2 separate regions of the Mus musculus genome follow, and region 1 is linked to region 2. The links are chromatin contacts, called in public HiChIP or PLAC-seq maps. All regions are on one chromosome and are shown on one strand. Each heading gives the region's core, a stretch centred on a gene start, on an enhancer-like site or on the middle of the called end of the contact. The rest is flanking DNA. Distances are from core to core; before and after follow the strand shown. Region 1 has its middle 33 kb from the start of Gm35615. Region 2 overlaps Gm46401 (a long non-coding RNA gene).

The links. HiChIP or PLAC-seq counts read pairs in DNA pulled down with a chosen protein or histone mark.
Region 1: a FOXA1 HiChIP or PLAC-seq map of pancreatic cancer cells shows a contact between it and region 2. The contact joins two enhancer-like sites. A contact is called at or near these places in 1 of 484 Hi-C or Micro-C datasets (nephron progenitors) and 3 of 115 datasets of contacts at active chromatin or transcription factors (bone marrow-derived macrophages, fibro-adipogenic progenitors and pancreatic cancer cells).

What each region holds. Positions count from the first base shown.
Region 1 is chr13:6,252,904-6,259,702 of GRCm38.p6, forward strand. No RefSeq gene overlaps it. Among named protein-coding and RNA genes, the nearest start is that of Gm35615, 33 kb to the right of the region's middle. Within about 2 kb of position 2,583, at least 31 of the 459 cell types and tissues checked have an H3K27ac peak or open chromatin away from gene starts, as enhancers often do. A contact at or near this core is called in pancreatic cancer cells, where this site is marked.
Region 2 is chr13:6,008,046-6,015,335 of GRCm38.p6, forward strand. Gm46401 (a long non-coding RNA gene) reads left to right here. Exons shown (of 6, transcript XR_001780857.1): 6 at 5,653-5,918. Among named protein-coding and RNA genes, the nearest start is that of Gm46401, 96 kb to the left of the region's middle. Within about 2 kb of position 1,861, at least 36 of the 459 cell types and tissues checked have an H3K27ac peak or open chromatin away from gene starts, as enhancers often do. A contact at or near this core is called in pancreatic cancer cells, where this site is marked.

The sequences.
Region 1 (6,799 bases), core at 1,333-3,832, 250 kb after region 2:
TACTTTCAGCAAGAAACTTCCTAATAGGAGTCCCAGAACTAAATGATATTTAAACATGACTAGATATTCTAAGAACTAGAGCCACTGTTAACTCTTTCTCTTTTTGAAAAAGAAAAAATACGACTCTTAGCACCAAGAAGTAGAAATGTAGGTTCAGTGGAACATCAGCATAAAACAAGCAAACAACAACAACAAAAACAAAGAAAAAAAAGTTATACGTAGGTTTCCATGGAAGCTCTTATTCTGGTGGTTTGGGTTGTTAAGAATGATACATAAACTGCTTCATTCTTGAGTCTTCATGGACCATTATGGTTTCAATGTAAATGTTTCTCACAAGCACATGTGTGTGAACAATTGCTCTACAGCTAGGAGCAGTGCTGTCATGAGAAATTGGGAAGCTGTGGAATCTATTTTCTGATTACAGGAAATAGATTACCTGGGAAGGGAGGCTCAGGCCTTGAGAATAACAGCTAAACCCCTTTCTATTAAAAATATTTATATTTATGAGTCATGTGATATACAAGCACATGGTTTTAGCTCTCTCTTTCTACCATGTAGCAGTCAACCATGATATTTTCCCCACCATGATACCACCTCAAAAAATTAGCACAAATCAGTATCACCTTCCTTCAGCTGCTTATCTTCCAATATTTCCTATTTATTGAATGGTTGTTCAAATACATGTATAAATCCTGACTCTTTTGTTCATCTCATTATTGCCAGTTAATCTCCAGGCCTCTAAACCTTTGAAGTTCACATATTGAAGGAAAGGTTTTCTTTGAACAGAAGTTGTGTGCCTTGGGCTGTTAATCTGAATTATGTTTACACCAATATGCCTTTTGATACGTTAATTGGGGGATACTCATGTGTAGGAGGTTTAGGAATAACACTTCTCTGTAAGGAGAGTGAAGGAACTAGAAATCTATAAGAAGCATTTCATCTTGGGCTAGGGACTTGGCTCAGACTCGAAAAGCTCTTACTGTGTAAGCCTTGTGGCCTGAATTCAATCTCTGGAACCCATAGAAAAAATGGAAGCACAGAATCAACTTCACAAAGATGTCCTTTAACCTTCAAATACACACCAGGGCATGGGCACTACATACTAACACTGTACACACAATGTTAATAAGAAGCAATTCATCTCATCTCCTTAATAACTTGCAAAAGAGATATTGACCACATTGTCTTGTTAATGAGGGAGAAAGTGGAGAGAAAGCAGATTCAAGCTATTGACAATAAGGAGTAGACCTAGATTCCCATCCAGAGAAGAAGGTAACTGAGGTAGAGAGTTTGATGTACAGGAAGGCATGAGAAAGAGATTGATGTTGAGGCTAATAGGCAGAGGAAACAAAATTGCTGTGGTGTCCATGAGACAGGTGAGCTGTCCAGTGCAAATGGCAGACTCCAAGCTAGATGAAATAAGTAGGATTACAACTTCATTTTTTAGAGCCTGTGAAACTTCTAGAAGGTCACCAAACCCAAGAAAAGTGTTGCTTTCCTTCTCTTCATGATTTGAATGCAAACTGCCTCCAATGGGTGCATGTGATTGGTCCTCAGTGGGTGATGCTCCTTGACAGACTGTGGATCCTCTGGGTGCTGTTCCTATCTGGTAAGCACAAGACATTAAAGGTGATACTTTGATTCTTGCTTCACCATGTTTGAAGTACTCTGCTCTCCATTCCCACATCCATTGAACTAGTTTTCCATGCCTTCCTGCCAATGATGAACTTCCTCTCTGAAACCATGAGCCAAAATAAATCTTTTTGACCCTTAAGTTGCTTTTGTATAGTTTTGTAGTCAGAGGAATGAGAAAAATAACCAATGTATTTATTTGTAGAAATTGGATAAAGTTAGGAGCCTGAGTTTGTATTTAGACTGAGGTACAATGACACGTGTAATGTTCTAAGTATAATGTGACTCCCTAACACATTCCTGTCTTCTCAGTGAGCTCTCAGCAGGCCTGTCACACAGAGTCCACAATCAGCAACAAGCAGGATGCACTCCATCAGTGAGACTGTGGAGGTATTTACAAATCTGACAGCCAAAGAACAAACACCAAGAGGTCATAGACATTCCTCAAGATGGATCTTCCAGCTCTTTTAGTTCAGGCCTACGAGTTCTCAGGATTTGAGGATACAAGAGGCATGATGTCTGCTTTCCCCCAAGGGGTTGATTTTTCTATAAAGAGAAAACTATGAGGTTAGCACGCAATGTGTCGGCTTACTCATCTGCCAAGGGAGGCAAATTCTAGTGGGAGTTTTGCCCATAGGATTTCAATACACAATTTATGGGTAATGTCTTGTGAAAATAAATGAGTTACAGTTTATACACACATACACACACTACACACACAAACAAAAACCCCAATAACAACAACAACATAATGGTTTTAACAGGCCTCTTATCACCTGAAATGGTTCAAATTATCTATAGACAGAAGTATAAGGAGAGGTGAAATTGACATCTGATGACTGCGAATAAAACAACCATTTGTATGGTTCCTTTTAGATCTGTATGAGTTCATCCATCTGGCAATTCTGCCTTGGGAATGAGCCAGCTGGGTGAAAGGAAGAGGACTTAACTTCCTTGTCCTGCACCTCGGGATATCCCCACAATGTGACCTTGATCCTTTTCTCTACATGACTCAGCCATATGGGTTGAAATGCACTGCGTATAATTGTCTTTCCAGACCTTTCCCTTGCAGAGGCTCATACAAAGTCTTCAAGAAGGTTTGTCTTCAAACAGCGTTCAAGCACAGAGACACATCGCTACTACTATTGGCTACCCATGGTATTTCATCTAGCCATGGGAGCATTGAGAATAGTAGAAAGTAAGACCACAGGGATTTGACATTACTTTTTAATATAGAGTGTAGGATCCATCCCCTGATGGGAAATCTGAATACTCATCCAGTGACATCATCTGAGGAGTTGATTATATGTCACTTGAGAAATATCTCATGTCCTACCTATTTCCCAATATGTATAATTCCTCTAGTAGAATTACTCCTCTGCCTTGGACTACCTCCATAGCACTTAGGTTAAAGTCAATATAACCACACTACCATTGAGTCATGTCCTGCTTTCTATCCAACAAGATAAGAATAAGACTCCTGAAAGGCAGGAAATGAGGTAAGCAAGTATGTGTTAACCTTCACATTAGTTAACTGTTCTCATCATGACCAATATATGTCAGAAACAACTTTTCATAAAAATCTGTATGTGTGTGGTGCATGCACATTTGGAGAAAAGAGGTTGACATTGGTTATCTTTCTCTATCACTCATTACCTTATTTGAGGGAGTGGTAACAAAGTCTCTCACTGACCCTTGATCTGGATGTTTGGCTAAGCTTACTGAACAGTGAACTCCTGGAGTCCACTTGTCTCTGACTCCTAATTAGGTTGGAAATATGTGCTGCTATGCCTGGCCTTTCCATGGGTGATAGAGATCTAAATTCCAAGTCCTTATGTTTATATAGCAACCAAGCACTTTACCCACTGAGTCATCACTCCAGCCTGACATAAACAACCTAAAGTAAGGGTTTATTTTTGCTCAGGATTTCAGAGGACTCAAGCACTTCATAACAATGTGGCATGTGGCAAACGCTTTTTTACATGAGGGCTGTCACAGTTTTAATTGCCTAGTAGACATAATTTAGAATCACTTGAGAAGAGAGGTTCAATTAGAAATCTTCTAAATCTGTTTTCCTGTGGGCATGTCTATGAGGGTCTTAATTATTAATTAATATAGAAAGACCTAGTCTACAGTGGGTGGCACCATGCTATAGCCAGGAGGTTCTGTCTGTGTAAGTGTAGCAAGGGTGCTGAGCATGAAGAATCATGTTTACACTGATACTTTCTCTGCTCTTGAATGTGGATGGGATGTGATTAGCTATTTTAAATTCCTGCCACCTTGCCTTCTTTTTTATGATGGATTGTAACCAGGAACTGTGAACTAAATAAACTCTTTTTCCCCTAAGTGATTTTTTTTTTGGCTAGGTTATTGGTATAGCAACAAAAAAATTTGAGCTAGAACAATACCTAACCAAATAGTGGAGGAAATGAGATGAGAATCAAGGGTGGTGAGTATCTCCATAGTAACCTATTTCCACAACTCAGGTACCAATCTATAAAAACTTCTAGCCTTCAGCATGGTGCTACAAACATTGGATTACATGTTAAAATCTTGACCTCATGGGGAGAACATTACAGAGAAAAACCATCATAATGTCTCAGATACAAGGCAGATACAGGACCATTAACTAAATCAGAAGCACTTGAGAAACTTTGTCTTTTCTGCATATCACAGCATAGTAACATTCAGATAGGTTTGGATGACTCATTTTAGTTTTATGTACCAAAGTCAGAGCTATACCCTGTCCACCGCTGGAGTAGTGAGTGAGGAAGGTTGTGCTATACCAGAAATGCATGTCTGCTTATGGACAGTTCTACAAAGATGCCTTTCAGCCTTCATGTACAGTGTAAGGAGACAAGCTAGGGCAAGGCAAACATTCACGATCACCCACTCAATGGACTTGCCTTTCCCTAGAGCATACAAGACATAGTAAAGGCTTCTGTAGAACTCTGCATGACAGAAACATTTCCCAAAACTCATCCTCCGCCTTTTTGCAGAAAACCACAAAAATGTCCCATGAGACCCACTGAATATGAAAGTATTGAATACGAGAGAGAGAGAGAGAGAGAGAGAGAGAGAGAGAGAGAGAGAGAGAGAGAGAGAGAGGGAGGGAGGGAGGGAGGGAGGGAGGGAGGGAGGGAGGAAGGAAGGAAGGAAGGAAGGAAGGAAGGAAGGAAGGAAGGAAGGAAGGAAGGAAGATTATATGGTCATGCATATGGAAACCAGAAATGTTGTCTACATTCTTTAATATGAGGCCTATCATTCACCTGAGGCTCACTAATTAGGCTACCCTGGCTAGCCCTCAGGATCCACCTATCTCTGCTACATTAGCAAAGGGATTGCAAAAGCATGCCTTCACCATGCCCATAATTTTCATTTAGGTTCTGGCAATCCTACTTGGATCTCTGTGCTTATAAGGCAGCTGCTTTACTGATTGACCCACCTCCAGCCCCCTGGCCCAGGCTCTAATCAAACTTGTTAATATGTTGTCTAAGGTCTTTTCAGAAGTATGAGGTTTTGACCTGATGCTTTGTCATAGTCATGGCAGTGGAGCCATTTGGACATTAGTCAGAGTATATCCACTAAGATTACACACCACACACACACACACAAAGAAATTTATATATAATTTTAGCACCAAGTGCAGGATCCTGAGAAGTTTATGGAAAATATCTAATGGAAAATAATTTGTCCCTAATGATCCTCATCTCTTCTGTATAATCCTTTGTTATTTATTACAGTATTGAGAGTTGTCACTTTTGAGATTAGGTTATGATTAGGTTTTGCCTCCTTTTGTCTCTCCCTGGCTTTCTTCTATGCCTTATCTATTAGAGGATCCACTGGGTGAGGACAATAGGGTTGTCTCAGCTAACAGTCTAGATTTTACTAATTTAGACTGGAGATAAGTCTACCAATCCTGGAGAAACAATCCTGGCTATATCCATGGAAGGGAGCTCAGAAGCAGAGGACATTGAAGTAGAACTTTCCAACGAGAACTCCACCCTAATTGTGAGCCTCTAAGGAGCCCTGGGCCAGCTTGGCTCCACAAAGAGTCATGTTCTACAAAATATGTCAGATGATAAATGTGTGTTGTTTCAAGCTGCCAATACTGAGACAACATATTGCACAGTGGGAGATAACCAGTAAGCCAACACACTGGTCTGTTTCATATTAGAAGCCACCCTAAGTATTTTTTTCTTCTGTTTTCTTCAACAAGATTGCCATCAGCCTTTCTCTGTGACTGTCTGATTCTATTTTTCAACATCAAGAAAATTTCTGTCAGGCCCTCTGAAGATTCTGATTACTTCAGTTCATATTGAATTTTTCATCTACAAGGCACAGACAGTATCTATTGTCTTGACAAGGCCAAAGTCACTTTGAGCACTCATTCCTGACCTTTGAATACCATAGCACAAAGTAGCTACATGTGGGATTGACTGACAGCAATGTTAGATGTGGGACTCAGAACCATGCGTATGCTAAGTACTCATCTACTGAGCTACATCTTCAACCCTTTGTTATTGTTGCTATAATTACTTTCATTTTGGAGCAGAGTCTTGCTAAATTCTGCAGGCTGTACATGAATCCTCTGGGTAGACTACATGGGCTTGTAAGGTGAGATCTTTCTGCTTGAGCTGCCCAATTAATGGAGTTTACCATCATGTGCCATCATGGGTTTTTTGTTTCCATTTTTGTTTTTATACTTTCTGTGTTCATCACAACTCTATGACTTCCCTCTAATTCTTGTTTTGAATATTTTGAGAACATGATGCATTGATACTTATTATATTCGCTGTACTATACAATAGACCTCTTGAATTTACTCTTCTAATCTAACTGTAAATTTGTTGATTTGACCAACATTCCTCCATCTTTCCAAAACCGTACTCATGAAGAGGTCAGCTCAGGAACTTTAGAAAATTCTACAGGACCCCTCCCCTCTGGAAGGGAGGGACTAATTACATTCCTCAGACCACAGGGAGGAGGAACCGACCACCAGATCTCATAGGCACATTCTGCTATCATTGGCCACCCACCTCATTCCCTATAGACCAATTAGTTTAAAAGTCATACTTTTCTGCGAATCACATTGTGCCTAATGGCTGCTACTTGTAGAACTGTATGGCTCGCTGGACAGGCTACGCATGGCCTTTCTCTCTCTCCA
Region 2 (7,290 bases), core at 611-3,110:
CATTCATCCTAGGGTGGACTCTGATGATGCAGCAGTTTTGAGTCTGCTACTATAAGTAACCCCTAGCCCATATTTCTGTAAGTAACCCCAATAAAACTCATTAATTCACCAAGTTTGACTTGAGTGATAGCCATAATTTGGTCTTTTGTGGCTTCCTATCTGAGGCAAGTATACATGTACATTGAGTCTCTCCAGGAAAAGTACATTACATAACACTTAGACTTTTGAAATGGCAAATTGTCTCACAGTGCACATAATTCTTAGACAAAATGTCTCACAGTGGAAGTTAGTCTCTATTATGAGGAATGTGGTTGATCATCACACACATCATCATATATCACTGAAATATTTTAAAACTTATTTCAGTATCATGGAGCATTACACCTCTACAGCCTCATATATTCCAATACTGCCCTCATTTAATAAAATCTTTCTTTTAAAATAAATTTTAATTAATTTCTTATAATATTACTTTCTCCTTTCCCTTCTCCTTCCTCCCTCCCAAACCATTCTATGTCCTCTCCCTTCAATGCCTCTCATATACACCACTCCCTCTCAAATTGACAGCCTCTTTTACTTTGATTATTATTGCTACATATATATGTTTACACACACACACACACACACACACACACATATATATACATATATATGTGCAGCATTCTATAAATGTAACCCATTGAGTCCATTTGGTGTTGCTTGTATGAATATGGTTTTAGGGGTGACCACTTTGTATTAGAAAACCAATTAGGATGCTCATTCCTGGGAGAGGCTAATTCTCCTCCACCCAGAGGTCATCAGCTGCCTATAGTTCTCTGGCTAGGAAAACATTTAAGGCCCATGGTACTCTCAGAAGAGAGAATAGAAAGATGAAGGGCCAAAGAACCTGGAAGTTGGCTATGAGATTATGTTTCCTAGAAAGAAAAGAGAAATTACTGCCAGGATACCTGAACACTATGACTTCCCAAACAAGATTTGAATGATACCCATGCCAAAAGACAAGCTAATGTGGAAAAAGGAACCCTCTTTTCAGTGTTCTTCTTTTATTTTTGAAATTATAATAAAATTACATCATTTCTTTTCATTTAAAACAAATATTTGGAAATATAGTCCTGCTAAATAGCGTAATCTAGCCTTGAACTTTCCTGCTGACACTCTTTGAGAGTCATTCTCCAGAATGTCTTAAATTTCAGGCCTATGCTTCCAGACTTGCCTCAGATGTAATTTCTCTCTCTGCTACACACTTAGCTTAGTTTATTATTTTTCTTTTGTGATAGCAGTAGCTGAATACTTGCTGACAGTAGTCTTCTCTCCATTCCACACACCTTTATTATATCAACTAAAATGAGCATTTGATAAAGGAGTTTGAGTTTTCTGTATCCTTCATGAGCCCATCAACATGGTCAGTGGATTCACAAACCCCTACATCTGACTTTGTAATAACCCCAGTTAGTTACTCATTTAGCACATTCTGCCTTATAATTCAAGACCCACTCAGGTGTGATCTATGCCAGTTTTTCAGGCCAGATTTTACTTTCCTAAAGATGTTTTTCTGGCTCTCTGTTTTTATAAGCCGTGTGCTCTATCACCATGGGAGTTCAACAGGGAGTGTAATTAAATGAGTCACACTTTGTAATGTGTCTGCAAGTGATAAGCACTATTGAAATTGTTTAAAAATCAAATTAAAAGGACTACACATTCCCAATCTATGTAGTGTATCCTCGGGTCCTAGCCTAAAGTGGCAATCAATGAACAAGACTAAATGAATGGGGGAAACTGACAAGATGCAGATTAGCTGCAACAAGGAGGAGAAATCATTGCATGAGTCATAGCAACCTGACTAATGAAACAGATCTGGGTCCCCACCCTTCAGGCCATATCCAGAAATAGATGCCAGGGTGCCTGCTGGCACCAGAGAAGGAACTTGTATTTGTTACAATTGCTGTGACAAAGAACTGGACAGAAGCAACCCAACAGAGGAGGGGCTCCTTTGGCCCATAATTGCAGAGGCTTCAGACCAACAAGCTGGGCAGACATGGAGGTGAGAATGAGCTGGTTCTTGGTAGCAGAAATGTATAGCTGCAGTTTCTTACATGGGCTGGTCAGGAAGCAGAGCCTGGACCAGAAGCAGAATTTGACTACCATCAAGATTTTCCATCCCCCGTGACCGATGTTCCCCCAGCTAAGACTATGTCCAAATATTTCTAGTGCCTTCAATAGAGCACTATCATCTGAGCACTGAATGGTCATACCATAAGCCCTCTGGGGACATTTCACCTACAATTCCTAACAAACGTCTTAATTTAAAAAAAAAAATGACACCCTGAAATATTCTGCACTTACTCTGTGGAGAAGCGAACCTGGAGATCAGAGTTAGATGGTAGAAGAGGCCATGCTAAGGGGTTATAGAGCAAGTGAAGCAATCCTGCCAAAGGAGGTGTTCTGAGTACTGGTCTCCAAGTTTTCCAAACAAGCTTGCTCTATGGTGGTAGAGAAGTGTAGAAGGCACTGGTCCAGTTGGAGAACCTGGTGCAGTTCCTCAGTGCAGTTGTAAAAGGAAGCTTCTAAGAAGCTCTGATAATTGACCTTAGCAGGCTAAGTTATACACCTGCCATCCCCCTCGACTCAATTCATTTGCCTATCTCATTATTTGTGCTTTCCCCGGCCTTATTGAAATCACAATTATTTGTGAATTAGTTGGATCCGAGGTAATAAGGTTTTCTCCGGTATCTTTAATTATATGTAAAAGTGGCAAGATAATTCCTTCATTTAGCATAAGACAAAGGGGATTAATTAAACATGAAAAAGAGAGAGAGGGAGACACAGAAGTCAGATATGGGAAGGGTTTCTTGTATTCAGCATTAGGAATCTCAAGAGCATGAGGAGGAGGGAATTACCATCTGTGAGTCTTTGAAAGGTTTCTGTTTGTACTTAGCTGGCCTTGTCCATCTTTCCATCCTGTGGGCACAGGCTGTGGAAAAACCATTTAAGGACTCCATACTGGCCAACTTTTCCAGTTATAGGATGCTCAAAACTCAAAACTATGTCTGTGAGTTGACTTCATAGCACTTTCTAAGACTCCAGAGCCACAGGATGAAAAAGAGAATGAATTTTTGCAAACTACCCTCAATAGGCATGCTGTGGCATGTTTGCACCTGTTTACACACAAATAAAATAAAGAAATGTAAAAAACTGTTATTTTCTCAGCTGAATATGTTTTCCAATGGGGCTTCAAATTTTCAACAATCTTCTAATGGACTTTTTATGAGAGTAATGGTCAGAAAAACCTAGTGCCAGAAAAAACACATCAATTTTCACAAAGCATTCTGTCTTTATTTTTATTGATTAAGTTAGTGGTATAGACTTATGGGACATCACATAATATTATGGTACAGGTGTAATGACCAAACCGAGGCTACCAGCACATTTATCACATTTATCATTTGACATCTCCCATGATGAGAACATGTAAAAAATACAACATTGAAGCACAAAGTATACAACACTTGCTGCATTTATTACACACTGTGTGACAGAACTCAAAAGCTCTAATATTCGCAGGATGGATAATAAATTATAGGTGCTTTGTTGCAAGTAGAATTCAGAGCTAAATAAGCATAGTAAAGGAAGTCTTAACACAGTTTTGCTATGGTCTAGAAAACATGCATTTCTACTACCATCTCTCTTCCTAGAGAGCTAATCAGCCAGCCACATAGAGATAGAAAATAAATAGATGAATACAGAGAAATGGATACTTCTATATACAAATAAGTATATGTAAAGAGACAGGTATACACAGATAACTGTATGTAAACAATTTTTTCTAAAGGTGAGAGGCATGAAGGAATCAATATATGTGTTTATAAATAGGTATGTACATATGCATACGCACACATGTGTGGCTATTGCACACGTGTGTATGCATATTATTCAATAACTATCTTTGCTAGATTGGAGTATTTGGTATGTTAAGATCCATTGTTTTAGTTATATATGAATTTATGGAAGAGGAATTATCAGAGTCTATTAAATATCATTGGATAAAAGGGAAGAGGGGTTATAGGGGAATCAAACAAAAAAAGAGAGAGAGAGTATTTGCTTTTTCCAAAAGCAAATACTGAAGGTTGATGCTTGGTTCCTGCCTCATTTCATCTCCCATTTCTATCTGAAAGATTTACAGAATCCCTGAGATTTCAAAGTCGTGTTCTGCACTTGCAGTCTTTAAAGGAGAGAAAGAATTCTCACTAGGAAATAAAATGGCTAACAGTGATAAATAGGGAAGAAATGTTCTTGGATTTTAGTATTGTCAAAAGTTTTCAAAAGGAGCCTGAATTCTTGGAATAAGAATGTATAATCAGAACACCCATCCCGTGACTCAGGATTGTCAGAGCAAAAGCAAATACAGTCACAATGTCCTCTCAGGTTGCCAAAACACATAGACAATCATCAAGAAGTTGGCACTATCAACAGTGAAGGGAAATACTCCAAACATATGCACTTTAAAACAAAATCAAGGAGAGATCTTTTAAGTAGAGTATTTTAATGTAATAATGTTAACAGGAAAAAATTAAAAATAATAATGTGTAGCAAAGGCATCTACAGTTATGGGGTTGGGAAGGTGCCCTGTGTGTTAAAATGTTTGCTATGCAGGTATGAGGACCTGAGTTCAAATCTATACACATGTGTAAATATATGAACACAACAATGTAGGTCTGTAATCAGCATCCCAGCATAAGGTAAGTGACAGGAAAGTCCTGGGGTTTCTCTGGTCAGCCAGTTTATGCTGGATTGGTAAATCGCAGATTTAGTGGTAGACCCTATCTCAAAAAATAAGGTAGAGAACAACTACGTCAGATGCCCAATTTCTCATCCCCCCAACAACAACAACAACACACATACACAGAGAGAGAAAGAGAGAGAGAGAGAGAAAGAGAGAGAGAGAGAGAGAGAAGGAAGAAAAAGCAACAGCATTTCATTGTATTCCGGAATGCACACAGAAGAACCATGTGCACAGTAATACTTTTCTCCTACAACAGAGAAGCACAAGATAAATAAAAAATAATAACAGGTGCAATAGGTAAAAGGAGAATTATACGTCACATCCTCAAATATCACTTATAATTCCACGGTTTCATGCTCTGCAAGGCATTCTGCTTAGTAAAACCTCATTTGAAAACACCCAGCTCAGAGTTGGACATAGATTTTGGTTGGAATTGAAAGGTAAGCAGGGTTTTACAAGTCTTTCCTGAAAACACTGCTGAAGTCAGGAGGAAAATGTAGCTTATTCGGCCACCCTGCTCCTGTAGACAGAGACTGGGAGGGACTTAGAAGCTGAATCATTTTATTGTCCAACAACATCTGGAGTCCCGTTCATCACAGCAACTTTTGTGGTCGCCTTCCTCTTGGCATTATTTGTTCTTTTATTTTGAATGTATTGCTTTTTAGAGCATTTTAGTTTATTTATATACAGCCTCAAGGATTGGATAAAATATGGAGAAAAGGTTTTAAACTGTTGATTTTAATTATATGTTTTTTCTTACTTTGGGGAAGATAAACCCCAGCAAAGCAGCAGGCTAAGGAAAACCTTAACTAAGAAGACCTACGTGACAACTACCTGCTTGACTTGTCCTTGTATCTCATTATATTTGGCAGGTTGGAAAATGTATAATCTTAGAATATCTGGAGGTTCCGAATGTATCCTGAGCTGAAAGCACAACTTCAGGCTCAAGAATGACAATTTCAGAAATGCACACAACTGGACAGTGAGCATGCTCCGAAGTGCACACAACTGGACAGTGGGCATGCTCAGAAGTGCACACAACTGGACAGTGAGCAAGCACAGCTCACCTTTATTCCATTTTTTTTCTGAGTCTATGTGAAGGATCCCTAAATCAGGGCTCTGTGTTGTTTCTCTACCTCGTGTACCATGTCTCTGACTCTGATGATTTTGTGTCAGCTATCGTCACATTTCTTTTATGTGTCTTGCATTTATTGACCCACTTCAGTTTTAAATGAAAGCTTCTTGATCATTTTGACAAAGTGTTTGTCCTTTGTTCTTCCACTTCTCCAGCGTGCTTGCTTATGAGTGGCTTCTACATAAGCGTCTGGGTCTTCATGATATGCCAATTGGTCATGAGTTTGTTAGGGAAATCTTAGCAAGACTGGGTATTTTTGTACAATTTATAATTCAGACGATGCTACAGACAATCAGAAAAAGTAGGGTGGCAATGTGCTGAGGGCATACTATTCTGTAACATGGCATCTTAGAATCTGAATAATAGTGTAAACAGGAAGGCCACTCTCTTGAGATCTCTCATCTTTTTTTCCGTATAGCTAATCATGAAGTCATAATGCATTGAGTTCCATTTTTATTCACAAAGAATTAGAACTTTCTTACTTCTACAGAAGCAGAGACACAAAGAGGAGTATGAGTAACTAAATATCACTTCTCCCTCTAAATTATGGTCCGATCATTCACATGAGGAGTCACTTGGATGAGCCTAGGAAAACAGCATACATACATACATACATACATACATACATAAATACATACATACATATTGGGGCTGGAGAGATGGCTTAAGGTACAAAAAGCTGTAACACTGTGAGGATCACAGTTGTAATCCCTACATGTAACAGCCAGGTGAACATGGAGGCCCTTCTGTAATTCCACCATGCAGATGAGACAGCATATTTCCAGAGCAAGCTGACCAGCTTGACAAGGCAGATGGTTGAGCTCCAGGCGCCACAGGATGCCTTGATGCATTAAAGCGGATAATGAATAAGGATGACAACCTTTGACCTCTACATGACCACGTTCATATGTGCATCCATACCTGCACATATATGTGCTTCTACACATGCAAACAGTCTTAATTAAATGGTTATACACATTTCTACCTGCTTCTTTGGGTCTTCATTTCCTTACCAAGGCTACCATGTCACATAAAATATATTAATTTACTTTGTGGTCTCTTCTCTTGTTAATCTCCCTTTGCCATGAGGACTTCCATCATTATAGTAAGATAGAAAACAATGACACCTGCTTTCCCTGAAGCAGGCATCAGCAATTGAGAAGATAATGCTTCACTCTGTGTGATCGGGTCCTTCTCCCATGGCGAGTGGGAACATATGAGTCACTCACATTTAATATAAAACTTAAATATTTGTTCTAATGTTTCAGTGAAGGAGCTTTATGGTTTCTGCCTCCCCACTCCAATTTACATGTTAACATATAGATGATTTTGAGGCCCGACTTCACTTATAAGAATCTCTTCAAAGGCTATCATT